2 separate regions of the Canis lupus genome follow, and region 1 is linked to region 2. Evidence: chromatin contacts called from public Hi-C data. All regions are on one chromosome and are shown on one strand. Each heading gives the region's core, a stretch centred on a gene start, on an enhancer-like site or on the middle of the called end of the contact. The rest is flanking DNA. Distances are from core to core; before and after follow the strand shown.

Region 1 (2,884 bases), core at 266-2,765, 130 kb after region 2:
CCTACGATTCACTTGCATGTACAAAAAATCTGAGCACTAGCATCGCCGAAGTTACAAATACAAATTAACCACAGGACTGGATCTCAAGTTTGTGCTTCTACCATGAACAAGGGATTTGGACTGAGCAAAACGACACCATCCACTCTATTTGATTGATGTGGTTATTTTGAACAGTATTTGTTTTGTAGGCATCGGGAATATATGTCCAACTTGATGCACATATAGAATACAATAATAAAAAGGATGTAAGTCAACACCAGGAATGCACGAAGACATTGTTGTCCCTTTAAAGAGGTCTGTACATTTCCCAAGTTTGAGAGGCAGGAGACTCAAGCTCTATTCCTGGAATGCTCCCCTTCATGTAAGAAGCAGTGGGGCAGGTCAAACCAATTAAGTGTTCCTAAAAACAGAGCTCACCAAATACCATGGCTGCAGAATAACACCACCAAGAGCCAGCCAGCAGCTCAGAGTGGGGCACGGAGAGGAATGACCCCGGGGGACACCAAGTTAAAAGCTCGTATTTCACTTCCCTCACTTAGCACTTTCCTTTCAAGCTGCGACCTCTATCGAAGCCATTGAGAACAACATCTCTTCACTCCTCCCAGGAGGGAGCACTCTCTCCTCCAGCTTCTGGGCCAGATTGCAGCCAAATGATCCGTCAGGCACTCCCAGGGGACAGGCAGACATTTGCCCTGCGATCTATAATACAATTTGACCTTCTTTATGTTGAAGTAAACACACCACCTGTCACCTCCGAAAACTCAGCCCTGGAGTCAACCACATCTGGAATCAGCCTATAAACGTAGTCCTGAGATTAATGTTGAACAAGCAAAAAGGCTAAGGTAGCCTGCCACTGGTTTGCACTTACTGACAATTCCCACTCAGCAGCAATACTCGGCTTCCACATGTGGACACCTGAATGCCTCCCCGTCAGCAGCACTACGCTCAGAGTCTCCAAAAACAAGCTTCGGGACACCTTGAAATGCATTTTAGCCTTGTCCAAATCCCCAGCAGGTGGTTTTTCGCTTCCGTGCCCTCAGTGGGCAGAATCAGAAGTGACAAAGCGAGTCCCAAACGTTCAGCCGGGCAGGGTGATGGGGCTGGCTCGCACGACTGCCTCAGGCACATCTGGGGACTCTCCAAGTTTCACCTCTCGTCATTATGGGGCCATAAGCCGGAATCCTAGAAACTCATAAACGCCCAGGACATGTTCAGCGTTGTCATCTACCCCACAAAGATGACCCTTCCAAGAAACTGAAAGGAGAAAAAGAGGCATGAAAACATCCCATCCTGGAGCTAACTGAAGTCCACCTACATTTGATGAAGGGCTAAGTAATGCCATAGAAAGTTCCCATGTCACCAAAAGTGATCTCCCCTCCAATGAGCCTTGCATGTCTTGAGCCCATGACTGGATCATCCGTAACCCCAGTGAGACCTCTAACAGGTTGGCATTGACCCGGGGCGCCCCGCTGAGAATGAGGAAGACTCCCTCACAGCAAATGGGATGGGTCTCCTTGCACACCTCTGCACACCTCTGCACACCTGGGTAGGCTCCAGAGCCACACAAGCCGGGTGCTTGGAACAGTGTCTCTTACTCACAGCTCCCGCGGTATATGCCAGGATTTAGCGGCACAATGTGATCGTATCACAAACATCCTGGCCCTCCTCACTTTACCCCTGAAACCAATTTTGGTGACTGACGCTGCTTTCTTTGCAGCCTTATCAGCCTCTTCTCCCCTTCCGATTGTGGATCTGATCTCCAGCCCAGCATTCCTGTGTTTAGACTGTCTGGCTAAGGGCATTTCCCCTCCCTGCTTAACAAACAGGTTTCCGCAGCCTTCGGATTTGTTTTCTGTTTGTTTCCAACACAAGGCTGACTGCACCGCTTTCTGGGAAGTTCCTAGTTGTTTCAGGGAGTTCCTCATTTTTTCAGGGAGCTCGGCTTCCCGTTTTTTTGGTGTTTTTTTGTTTTGTTTTGTTTTGGTTTTTTGTTTTTTTTCTTTGAGGTGAGTGCCCTGAAGTTAGTAGGAGATCAGCTGAATCATAAAAACAATTCTGCCTCCCCTGAGAAACTGGCTTTCAAAGAAAATCATATTGTTTGCCTGCATATTTGATAAGAATGGACAGGAAAGAAAGCAGAAGTCCTCCAAATCTTCTTCAAACTGGTTTTCCCGTTCTTGCTGCAGCTTCAATCCACCAGAAGTAATGCCACTTGGTCTTCTGTTCGATGGCTCTTGCGAATGTACACTTCTCACTAACGACTCTTAGAACTTCACTCTTACCTCAGTACCTGTAACTGAATATGAGATAGTCATCAACAGTCCTTTTATTCTTTCCCTTTGGGCTTTACTCTTACACATGGAATTGAAATACATGAACACATATTCCTACACACCTCCCCAAGCCAGCTTTGCTTTATCATCTTCCTCCAAGAAGTGGAACACTGTATCCCATAAACAGGGCTGGTAAGGGCATATCTGAGCCAACCTTTTCTTTGGCTGCCTTTCAAAAAGTTGTTTAAAACAAGATATGTTCTTGAACTGGGAAAAGGAATTACACATGATAACCTTGGAAAGCAGCGACTTGCTTTGCCCAACAAATATTATTGCCCAACACCATGACTTAGCAGGGACCGTTGTCTTCAATTACAGGCCAGAGTCATGCCACCAAAACAACTAAATCGAGATGAAATTAATTTCAATGGGACATGCCCTATTGAAATGTTATTCTGAATATGACTATAAAGTTGATATAATTAAATGCTTACCAGATACGGGATCATCATGAAAAAGATAAACCCCCAGAAAATAACAAGTGAGTCCATTACTGGTCCTTAACCTCACCAACTGAATTCTAACAGGAGCACCTGCTCTGGGAATCACCT
Region 2 (2,772 bases), core at 91-2,590:
CTTCTACCAAATTTAGGAACTATCACATTTTCTTGTTTTTTTCTTTCTAAGTCTATAAACTTCAAAATATTTTCTGCCAGGTTGGCAAAACTCCAATAAGCCCTTCACCACTGCAATTAAAGTGATTTTCCATCTGAATATAACCCTAAAAAGACATTATAAGAGCTCTATATAAATCTATTTTAATAAAGAATTTCCCTCACTGAGCATATTTTCATACTTATCACAAACATGTATACATCCTCACGATATTCAGATTATTCTAGGAATTGTGAGTCAAAAAAAACAGCAGTGGTCAAAAAGGGAAGCTTAGGATCCTCCTTTGAAAGCAAACAGTACCTAGAAAGAAAAAAAGAAAAGGAGAAGCAGGCTTTTATTTCTTTTAAAGTTGATATAACATAAAACAAACTAAACCCATGGTAGAGCCAGACAAAGTCAAACAATATATCAACTTCGAAGAGAAGATGCAGCAGGGAATGCTGTGTTACAAAGCATTATTCTTATGTCATCACCATTTCCAGAAAATGCTCAAAGCTCCAACATTTGTTCACTTAGTGCAGGATTCACTTCTCAGCTGAGGAGGACCTTAGGAACAGTACACTTAGCACTCAGCAGTTATTTGACCTATTTTACTAATGTGTTTGGGAAGGAGGTTAATTAACAGTGGATGGCTATATCCTTAAGCTTAATTTTTCCAACAGCCCTGCTCATAAAAGGAAAAATTGAGTATGTATTGAAGGAAGCAAGCAATTAAGTTGCACAAATAGTGAGCTCATTGAACTGCAGCTGACTTCTATCATGTCAAAGAACAACTAAACACAGAAGCAATAAAAAGATTGTTGCCACGACCACCACTGAGAACCGACTGGCAATAAAGATGAATAACTTCCTACTTGAAGATTACTTGATTAAAGCTCTTTAGAAACCAAATGTTACACATAGGCATAAATGGAGCAAAATATTTTAATGCGTGTTTGGCAGGTTCAGAAACATTTTATAGTCAATTTTAAATGAAGGTTTATACAACAACAGTAAACTCCACTTAAAACAGCCTTTCCAACTGCTGTTCTTGCAAGCAAGCGGCTGTGTTCCTGGGGAAATCTTGAACTGTACTGTGGGATAAAAGTCCCATATCTAACAGAGTAAGGGGAGGGCGTTGGGGAGCCGAATTCCACAGGACCAAGTCCTCTGAAACCAAACCCAAGAGCAGAGCCAGAGAAGCCCATTCAGATGGCTGTGACCCTTGAAGGCAAGTAAACAGACTCCCTGGAGCAACAACCAGGAAATCTCTCTTTCCCCAACAACACTCTGCTCCCCTGCCCACCTCCCAAAGCTCTGAGAGGTCAAGTTTTAGCCCAAGCTGCCCTTCAAAAGAGTGTATTCACATCTAGGAGTTCAATACAGGTTGGCATCAGAACTGGCTCCCAGGACTATCAGTGTCAGCGAGGTGGGACAGGCATGATTTGACAAGGAAAATGTGTCTGGCAGAGGATTCTGCTCTCAACTTACAAGTGTCTATGGACGTGTCTGGAGAATATCAGCCTCTTTAAGGGCTAGACCCCAGCATTTACCTGCTGCCTTTAGGGGGAATACCAGGAAGAATTAGAAAAGACGAAAAGGATGAGGATTTTGCCGTGAAAGTGGCTCATAAGCTAACATTAAAAACAAAAAGGCAGCAGCAGCTGCCCTTTGCTTTATTGCTCTCAAACCCACTACTGTAGAGAATTAAAGTCAGTCAGTCTATCACAAACTTGTCTGCCACCTCAACTTTATCCTTTCACCCCTGCTACTCCATCTCTAAAATACTGAGGAGAGCTGACCTTCTGAGCATTTCTCCCTGATTGTGCTTTAAGGGATTAGAGCCTTCAGATGATGATGAGCAGTTTTCCCCTCTCCTCAGCTCCAGTCCTCTCTTCCCTCACTCAGAAATTTTGCAGTGAGCACCTGTTGGGGCTTTTCTTTTTGTTCCACATGGCACCCTTCAGCATGCTGGGTATACGGTAAGTGTTTAATGCATGCTTTGGGGCTATAAACAGCAGGAAAGGCTCATCTTTATGTTCTTTTTGAAGATTTGTTTTATTTTAACCATCTTGTTGAAATAATCAAGGAAATCAAAACTAGAGAAGCAATTTTATGCTACAACATAGGAAAAAAAAAAAGATACATTCTCAGTTTTCTTGGATAGAAAATGGGACCTAAAATGGCCTGAAGAAATGGTTAAGTACATGGTACCTTAATTCCACAATCTAGTCAGACAGATCCACCCTTTACACACTATTTTCGAGAGATTCAGAGCTGAATTTGATGCCCGGAATTTTTAAATGTTTGATTTGGGGGAATTCTCACTGCAAAGCAAATTTATACTGCCAACTCTGGAAGAGCTTTATCAATGAAAAGTAGATATTTATAATTTTAGTAACATTCTTCCTCGCCGTCTTTCAAGAGGACTAGTCATTGGATATGCATGCCAATCTAATAAAGAAATAAGTTAGGAAAGAGTTAGAATATTTATATAAATGATATTTCACTTGCAGAAAGAAAGCTAGTGGTATACTCCTTTCCTTCCATTTCAGCATCTCCAACTTAAAGCCTTGCATGAGCTTTGAACTCCAGGTACTCCACTAAGACTTTCCACCCCTGTGCACTAAAGTTCTGGAGACAGAATGAATAGCACAGCACCGGAAAGGGGGTGGAAAAAGAAAGTAACAACTGTTCAGAGATGGCAACTGTCTGCTCTCAAGAAACCCCTCCAGGCTTAGGTTCACTATCCAA

Evidence for each region. A called contact is a pair of places that touch in the nucleus more often than the background predicts.
Region 1: a Hi-C map of skin fibroblasts shows a contact between it and region 2, with 2.9 times the contacts expected there. The contact joins two enhancer-like sites. A contact is called at or near these places in 3 of 9 Hi-C or Micro-C datasets (amygdala, blood and skin fibroblasts).

Annotation. Positions count from the first base shown.
Region 1 is chr8:30,608,761-30,611,644 of UU_Cfam_GSD_1.0, forward strand. The region is part of intron 2 of LOC119876491 (a long non-coding RNA gene); the gene reads right to left. Among named protein-coding and RNA genes, the nearest start is that of CDKN3, 38 kb to the right of the region's middle. Within about 2 kb of position 1,516, at least 5 of the 20 cell types and tissues checked have an H3K27ac peak or open chromatin away from gene starts, as enhancers often do.
Region 2 is chr8:30,473,996-30,476,767 of UU_Cfam_GSD_1.0, forward strand. The region is part of intron 10 of LOC119876491 (a long non-coding RNA gene); the gene reads right to left. Among named protein-coding and RNA genes, the nearest start is that of BMP4, 170 kb to the left of the region's middle. Within about 2 kb of position 1,341, at least 2 of the 20 cell types and tissues checked have an H3K27ac peak or open chromatin away from gene starts, as enhancers often do.